2 separate regions of the Oryctolagus cuniculus genome follow, and region 2 is linked to region 1. A link is a contact called in public Micro-C data. All regions are on one chromosome and are shown on one strand. Each heading gives the region's core, a stretch centred on a gene start, on an enhancer-like site or on the middle of the called end of the contact. The rest is flanking DNA. Distances are from core to core; before and after follow the strand shown. Region 1 holds the start of ITM2B (integral membrane protein 2B). Region 2 has its middle 40 kb from the start of RCBTB2.

The links. A called contact is a pair of places that touch in the nucleus more often than the background predicts.
Region 2: a Micro-C map of ear pinna shows a contact between it and region 1, with 2.7 times the contacts expected there. The contact joins the enhancer-like site here to the promoter of ITM2B in region 1. A contact is called at or near these places in 2 of 6 Hi-C or Micro-C datasets (ear pinna and an unstated tissue).

The regions. Positions count from the first base shown.
Region 1 is chr9:67,251,023-67,254,958 of mOryCun1.1, forward strand. ITM2B (integral membrane protein 2B) reads left to right here and starts at 2,348. Exons shown (of 6, transcript XM_002720722.4): 1 at 2,348-2,715. The coding sequence starts at 2,599.
Region 2 is chr9:67,572,264-67,576,005 of mOryCun1.1, forward strand. No RefSeq gene overlaps it. Among named protein-coding and RNA genes, the nearest start is that of RCBTB2, 40 kb to the left of the region's middle. Within about 2 kb of position 1,513, at least 4 of the 8 cell types and tissues checked have an H3K27ac peak or open chromatin away from gene starts, as enhancers often do. A contact at or near this core is called in ear pinna, where this site is marked.

The sequences.
Region 1 (3,936 bases), core at 1,098-3,597:
AGACTGGAGTTGCTATGTTTGGTCTTGATCCAGCTTCTTTATTATCCTTGCTGTTGTGCATGACACAGTTCTGTAGACACCCCAGAAAAAAAACGGCGAAACAAAACCAGAGATTATTCCCAGACCGTTTGCCAGTTGATTTTCAACTGTTGCTTGTTGCCAGTACACAAAATAATGAATGGTCTTTTATTCATGAGTCTTTTAAAATAGAAATCCTGGGGCAGGGGAGGATTTCTCATTCTGTCAACCTCATTTGTTCTTCCTTTGCCTCAGTTTCCTAATCTGTATACTAGTGTTGTTCAGGAAGAATTTTGTTTTCTTCTCTACATCTATTGACTGCAAAATGGGTATTTTGGGCATTTTCCCACTGTTTCATTTTAACATAGAAAGAACTAAGGAAGCATTAAATAAAATTACAGGAGGCCACTGTTCCCGGACTAAGCTCCTGCCCTGGGCCCCAACAGACGAGACTAAAAATCAAAATGGAGTCACTCATGCTAAAGTTCTACATTACCAAGCTGAAACAAAACTATTATTTGACCTTCTGAGAAACCAGGATTAGAGTGACAAAGTCAAATTTCCCAAACAAGCCAGTTTAACTGGTATGACAATAAAGTTCCTTCTGCCTTATCATTACACACAAAAAGGTAACCTGATATTAACTGCTCAGTTATACTTCTATTGTTCTGTCTCTCTGTCCTAGCCTCAAAAGGAAAGTGAATTTAAAGTGACCATCTCACTCTTTCATTTTTGTTTCTGCTTTCTACAGCCCTTTTCTGTCTTTTAAAAGCAACATCCTCTGCTGGGCTCATTGGAACACTTTTTTTGTTCTATGGAATGAAGTGAACCAGTAGTACTTGATTCTATAATTGGAAATGGAGCCAAAATCTTTAAACTAATTTGTAATTTTGCCCTTTGACAGATCGATGTAAGTATAGACATAGGAGCTTGCTTAAATAATTCCTTAATCTTCAGTTCTAATGTCCCAGGAAATCCGTGCAAGCAGGGCTCAGAGAGGTGGGGAGCAATGGCTAACTTCGAGAAATTGGATTCCATTTTTACTATCAAAAGTCAGTTCACGGGGTCAATTCAGAGAGTTGAAGCCTGTGGAAAGGAGACCCAGGGAGATCAAGTAAGTTACTGCTAATCATGTGACTAGCTTGTTTAAAACAAGCAAGAACTAGAACTCAAGTCTTCTCAGCCTGCGTTGAACACTTTGGAATTTCAGATTAGCCAAGAAGACCAAAGCGCTGAACTGGATTTCTCTCTCAGTCCCTGATGTGTCTGAAATATGTGCTCTGAAAAGATGCTGAGAACTTGGACTATTTCTCAGAGATTTCTGATCTGACATTCTACGGAGACTTCAAGACATCTAACTCTCCTTGAGCACAGCCAAATCCCCAAGAACCTCAAACTCAACCTACTTTTCTTGGGGTTGATCCAGGGCAGAGCTGACATAGTTGGAACATTCTGGAGCACACCCACAACTCTGGCTGAACCAGGCCAATCTTCTCCAATGGGAGAATGGTACAAAACCAAACCGTTTGTCCAAGGGGCCATCTGTTGTTAGTTAAAAACCCAACAGCCGTGTTGGCCAGTATCTGTTACAGCTTTCTCTGCGAAACCTCTTCAAAATAGGAGACACGAAGAGATTATCTTTCATTTTGCAGAAAAACAAGGATTCCTCACCGAGCACCGATTTGCCTTGAATCACAAATCAGCCCAGTGTGCAGGGTTTTTCCCCCCAAGTCTGCACAAGCGTGGAACATGTTGTTTTACCAGTGTGATTTGTTTGAAACAGATCTAAGAGTCTTCCTCCAAAGGGCTGTGGGATTAGGCTGGGCAGGCGCGGACATCCCGGGGAAGGCAGATAAAGAAAACAAGACAAGACTGCGTGAGGCACACCCTTGGGTGAGGTCCTTGGAACGGAGGTCAGACCCCAAGGGATAGAGAGAGCTTTGAATATTTCCGTGCTCCACTGAGGCGGATTCCTACTAAGAGCAAAAGGAGACGTGGACGCACAAAAATTCCGCGGTCTTGAGGCTCGCGGAGGGGCGGGGGCAGCGGCCGGGGAAGAGACAGCCTGGTGCTACCTAAAGTGGATCCATTGTACGCGGCGAACCCAGGAAAGTTCAGCCGATTTTCCTATGAACCTGCAACACTGAGTCCCAAGGCAAACCGGCCAGAAACGAGTTCAGAATCGGAAAGGCCAGGCGACTCAGGAGAAGGACCGACCCTTGAACCAAGCACGTCACCCCACTCCCGCGTTCCTCTGGCCGCTGGGCCTCCGCTGGGCCTCCGCTGGGCCTCGGGGCCCGAGAAGGGGCCGGCCCCGCCCCCTCGCCGCCGGCCCCGCCCCCGGCCCGGGGCTGCGCGAGCCGTCTCCGCCCTCGCGCTGAAGCTGGGTGGCTGCTAGGGCCGTGCCGCAGTCGCCGCCTCAGCCGTCGCGGAGCTGCCCGAGTCTCGTCTGCCGCCGCTGATCCTCGTCCGGAGCCCGGCCGAGGAGGCTGCAGCCGCAGCCGGGAGCCCGCAGCCCGCGCCTCCAGCCCGCCGCCGCCGCCGCCGCCGCCCTTCTCCGAGGGCGCCCCAGGCCGCGCCATGGTGAAGGTGACGTTCAACTCGGCTCTGGCCCAGAAGGAGGCCAAGAAGGACGATCCCAAGAGCGGCGAGGAGGCGCTCATCATCCCCCCGGACGCCGTCGCGGTGGACTGCAAGGTCCGAGCCGGGGGGAGGGAGCGGGGTGCGGGACCCGGCGGGAGCGGCTCCGGAGCGGGCGGGCGCTGCTCGCCCTCCTTTGTGAGGGAAGTGCGTGTGCAGGGAAGCGGCGCTCGGCGCTCGCCAGGCCCGGGAGTGGACGCGTCGAGAATTGCGCCGCGTTCCCTCTGGTTTGTGAGGCCCGGGCTGGCGGGCTGGCTGGCTTGGTTCCGCCTGGGTCCGGGCGGCGACAGCAACACAACAACAGCCGAGTCCGGGACTTCCCTTCCCAGGATAAATAATATCCCTAAAATGGCTGACATTCCAAGCCTAAACCTCTGTTGTTTGCTACTTTCGTTTCTAGCCGAGCAGCACTTGGACTAAGTCCAGCCACTGCGAGCGTCTTCGTTTTTTCAAGCATTTTCCTCTTCACTGCCTTTTTCCACGGCCCTTCGGTCCTGGCGGGTGAACCTCACCGTGGGGTCCGGAGAAGGGGGGGGACAAGGTGACAGACAGACTGCCCGGAGTAGGTTCTGGCCGTGTATCTCACAATGAAAACCGATTATTCCCAGTGAAGGTCAACTGTTAGGTAGATGTGAGGCTAAATCCAACAGTTGGCTTTCAGATCGTCTCACCGAGTGCTCCTACTGCTATAAAGAAATTTGCCCCCGGGTCCCTAATGAAATCCTCCTGCTGTGTTAACTTTTAGTTGCTTGCAGGATTATTCATTTAAGCTGAGTGGAATTGTCTCAAAAGTTACCTCTGCCTACCAGATCGTCTCTAGGCTGCAGAAATTCCATCCTGCAGAAGTTAACTGTAGAAGTTGGATCGCTTAGCTTATTTTTTCAGTATCACTTTTCAGGACCTGTAAATTTGTTTTTAAAAATACAGTCGTCTGTGGGCCAGGTGTGAGTGATAAAAAATTTTTATATGCTCTAATGAAAATTACTCCTGAAACGTAGGCCACTGATAGAAATTGAAAATGTAATGTTAATCTGGACTGCAGAACTGGCACGGGTCGATTTTTTTAAGTGACTGCCTTGCTTTGAAACAGGAACAGTGAACGGATTCCCTAAAAGGATTAAAGGTTTGGGGTTTAGGATTGGTATTGTTTTTCTGAGCCCATTGTAAACAGTCTTGGTCTTAAAAGAAAATGTTTGGAATGTATAGACAGAAATTTCAGTAGGAAATTATTATCTTAGGTCTTTAATATATTCCTTGGGTCTAAAATAGGTTGACAGT
Region 2 (3,742 bases), core at 263-2,762, 320 kb after region 1:
CGGCTGCAGTGACCAGCACTGGGTCAGGCCGAAGCCCGGAGCCAGGAGCTTCATCTGGGTCACCCACGTGGGTGGAAGGGACCCAAGAACTTGGTCCATCTGCTGCTGCTTTTTCCAAGCCGTTAGCAGGGAGCTAGATATGAAATGGAGCAGCTGGGACACAAACCAGCACCCATAAGGGATGCCAGCACTGCACGTGGCGGCTTAACCTGCTGTTCTGTAATGCCGACTCCTCTTATCTGTTGCAAGAAGAGTTCTTTGTATAGTTTGGAGACAAGTCCTTAATGAGTCACATGTTTTGCAAATATTTTCTCCAAATCTGTTCCTAGTCTTTTCATTCTCCTAACTGATATCTTTCTCATAATAGAAGTTCTAATTTTAGCAAATCTCAGCTTATCAATTGGGTGTCTTTAATATTTAAAAGTTATGCCGGCGCCGGTGCTCACTAGGCTAATCCTCCACCTAGCAGCGCCGGCACACCGGGTTCTAGTCCGGTCGGGGCGCCGGATTCTGTCCCGGTTGCCCCTTTTCCAGGCCAGCTCTCTGCTGTGGCCAGGGAGTGCAGTGGAGGATGGCCCAAGTCCTTGGGCCCTGCACCCCATGGGAGACCAGGAGAAGCACCTGGCCCCTGCCTTCGGATCAGCGCGGTGCGCCGGCCACAGCGCGCCAGCGGTGGCGGCCATTGGAGGGTGAACCAACGGCAAAAGAAGAGCTTTCTCTCTGTCTCTCTCTCTCACTGTCCACTCTGCCTGTCAAAAAAAATTAATTTAAAAAAATTTTAAAAAAGAGTTACGCCAAACTCAAAGTTACCCAAATTTTCTCCACTATCATCTTCACTTTTTATTTCTTTTCACTTTAGATTTAGGTCTGTGATCCCTTTTGTATTAATTTTTATGAAAAGTGTAAAGTCTTAGCTTTGGAGGGCCTGGACCGGTGCCCTTGGCACCCTCCCTGAGTCTCACAGTGTCATCTCACCTTTCTGGCCACACCTCAGGGTCACAAGGTGGCCGCCACACTACCGGCCTCCATGCCACTTCCTGCTCTGTGACTGGCCACATTTGGATGTTTTTCCTGGAGGTGAAATGTCCAAGCTATAGAGACAATAGTCGACTTAAATCCGGTCCAGGAATAGCAACTGACTTCATGACACAGAATTGCTAAGCAACACAGAAAAAGACACTAGCAGATTCGCCAAGAGCCTCAGGTTCTCAGCATACACAACCTGGGTTCATCCTGACTCTTGGCCCCTGGCCGGCTGGGAGAGTTTGGATGTTCAAATGCTTCGTGCTTCAGTTCCCTTACCTTTAAAGTCCAGGGCGTCATAAAAACTCTTTCCTTGTGTTATTGGAGGATTAAACGACTTAGCTCAGAAAGAACTGGAATGACGCCTAGCACGCAGGAAGAGCTGCAAATGTGTTTGCTATTATCATTATTGCTTGCTCAGCATGTGAGTCACCAAAACCTCAAAACCAAAACTTCAGGCCCCTTATGCAACTTGTCATGGTTGGAAGACAAGCTGGGGCTGGAATCGGAGGAGTAGCTGAGTCATTGGAGCTCTCCTAGCCCTCACCAGTGTTCACGTTTCAGTGCCAATTCAGAATGGAGAGGTACTTGCACCAGGCATATGTGAGAAGGCTTATACTGGCTTCAACAATCATTCCATCTAGTGCTATCTCAGCAGAACCAAGGCCCGAGGAAACTAGGGACTGGAAAAAGCTTGCTCAGTCACCATTTCATTCTCCTGTCCTGTGAAGTCAAAAGCCACACCACCTCTGGTCCCAGCTCTCACCTTCTAAAGCAGGATGTCACCCAAAGACCTGTCCATCTCCCCAGGAAAGGACTCCTGTTGTCACAATCGGAATTTGAACGTTTATTGTGTTCAGAGATCGACAAGTTCCCTAGGGTGTTGGGTGCGGTCCAGAGTTCTAAGCAGAAAGGAAATTGTGCTCCTCTTTATAACACGTTTAGTAAGCAGTGGGAGGAAAAAGGAGACAGTGTTTTGGAGAGTTCTAGATTTCTTTGAAAGTTTCTCTGAAAACTTCCCCTTCCTCCTGCTTCCTCTCTTTCATATTCTCTTTCATATTCTCTTTCATATTCTGGATTTGGTGTGTGGTAGGATCGTCCAGACTTGGGGCTGGCGTTTGGCACAGTGGTTAAGATGTCACTTGGGGTGCCCGCATCCAGTGCTGGGGTGCTCTGGTTCAAGTCCAGGCTCTCTGATTCTGAGTCCAGCTTCCTGCTAATGCACACCCTGGAGGCAGCAGTGAGGGCTCAGATTGTTGGGTCCCTGTCACCCACATGGGAGACCCACATTGAATTCCAGATTATAGCTTCAGTCTGACCCGGGCCTGGCTGTTGCAGGTGAACCAACAGAGAGAAGATCGCTTTCTCTCTCCCTCTTTCTCTCTCTCTGTCTTGCTGCCTTTCGAATAAAGTGCAAACAAGTAAATAAAAATTTATAAGAAAAGTAGAAAGAGAGAAATATCCAGATCCAAACTCAATTTCCAGGAGCGAAACACAGGAAAGTTAGGCTGCATGAGACATGGGACTCTGGGCCTGGGGAGCTGCTCCAGCGACAAGGGATGGGCGACATCTGGGTCAGCAGTTGACAAACTCTCAGCTTCCCCCAAAGGCATGACTAGTTCACCCCTCCATCGCAGACCCTCCCGCAGCTGGGTTAGCAGGGAAGCCACTGATGGTGAAGAGGCGTCTATTGATGGCTATGCGAATGTGCAGCTTGCAAATCGGGAAGAACGCAGAGAGGGGGCATTGTTCGGGCATCTGGGGGAACTCCTAATAAGCTGTAATAACACCCTTTGTAACAGAGGTATTGGAGAAAAGGAAGAAGATGAGGAAATAAGAGAAAGGCATGTTTTGTGGAGGATTTTTCAGATAAAGTTTCTAGACAATAAAGATTTGTTGGATTAAAACAACATAGAAATTGTGGGCAGCTGCCAGTTCCCGACAGCGAGGTCTCAAAGAAAGGGAAAGTGGGTTAGTCCTTTACAAGATCACGGAGAAAGGGGAAGGTTGCAGAGGCTAGCAAGGTCAAGGCTCTGGGAGCCTTGTGTGGAAACCCATCGCCTTTATCTCTAGGACACAGATAACGATGGCGGTGATGAGCCTTGGCCTGATGGGAAAGCCCGGTGCTTACAGAGCAGTCTTTCATCTGCATGCCCCACCTGCAACACAACCACTAATTAATTCTTCAAGCAAGGTAGGCAAATCTCATCATCTTCAATTTACAGGCGAGGGATCTAACAAGGAGGAAATTAAGCCCTTTACCCAAGGCCACCGCGGTGTGAGTGCCAGAAATGAAGATGCCTGCCCCCTGAGTTTCCACTGGACACTCTAAAGGCAGCTTGCTTTTATTCCTTCACAAGGGAATGAAATGTTTTAAAAGATTTATTGACTTTTGTTTGAAAGGCAAAGTGACAGTGAGAGAGACAGAGAGACAGAGATTTTCTATCTGCTGGTGCACTCCCCAAATGCCCACAGCAGCCCAGGCAGGGACAGGTTGAAGCTATGAGTCAAGAACTCCATCTGGGATCTCCCTCATGCTTGGTTGAGCCCAAGCCCTTAGAGTCATCATCCTCTGCCTTCCCAGGAGCATTCAAAGGAAGCTGGATTGGAAGCGGAGCAGCCGGGATTTCAATGGACACTCTGAAATGCGATGCTGGAGTCTCAAGCAGCAGCTTAGCCTGCTGCCCCACAATACCTGTCCCTACAAATAGCTTTTTTT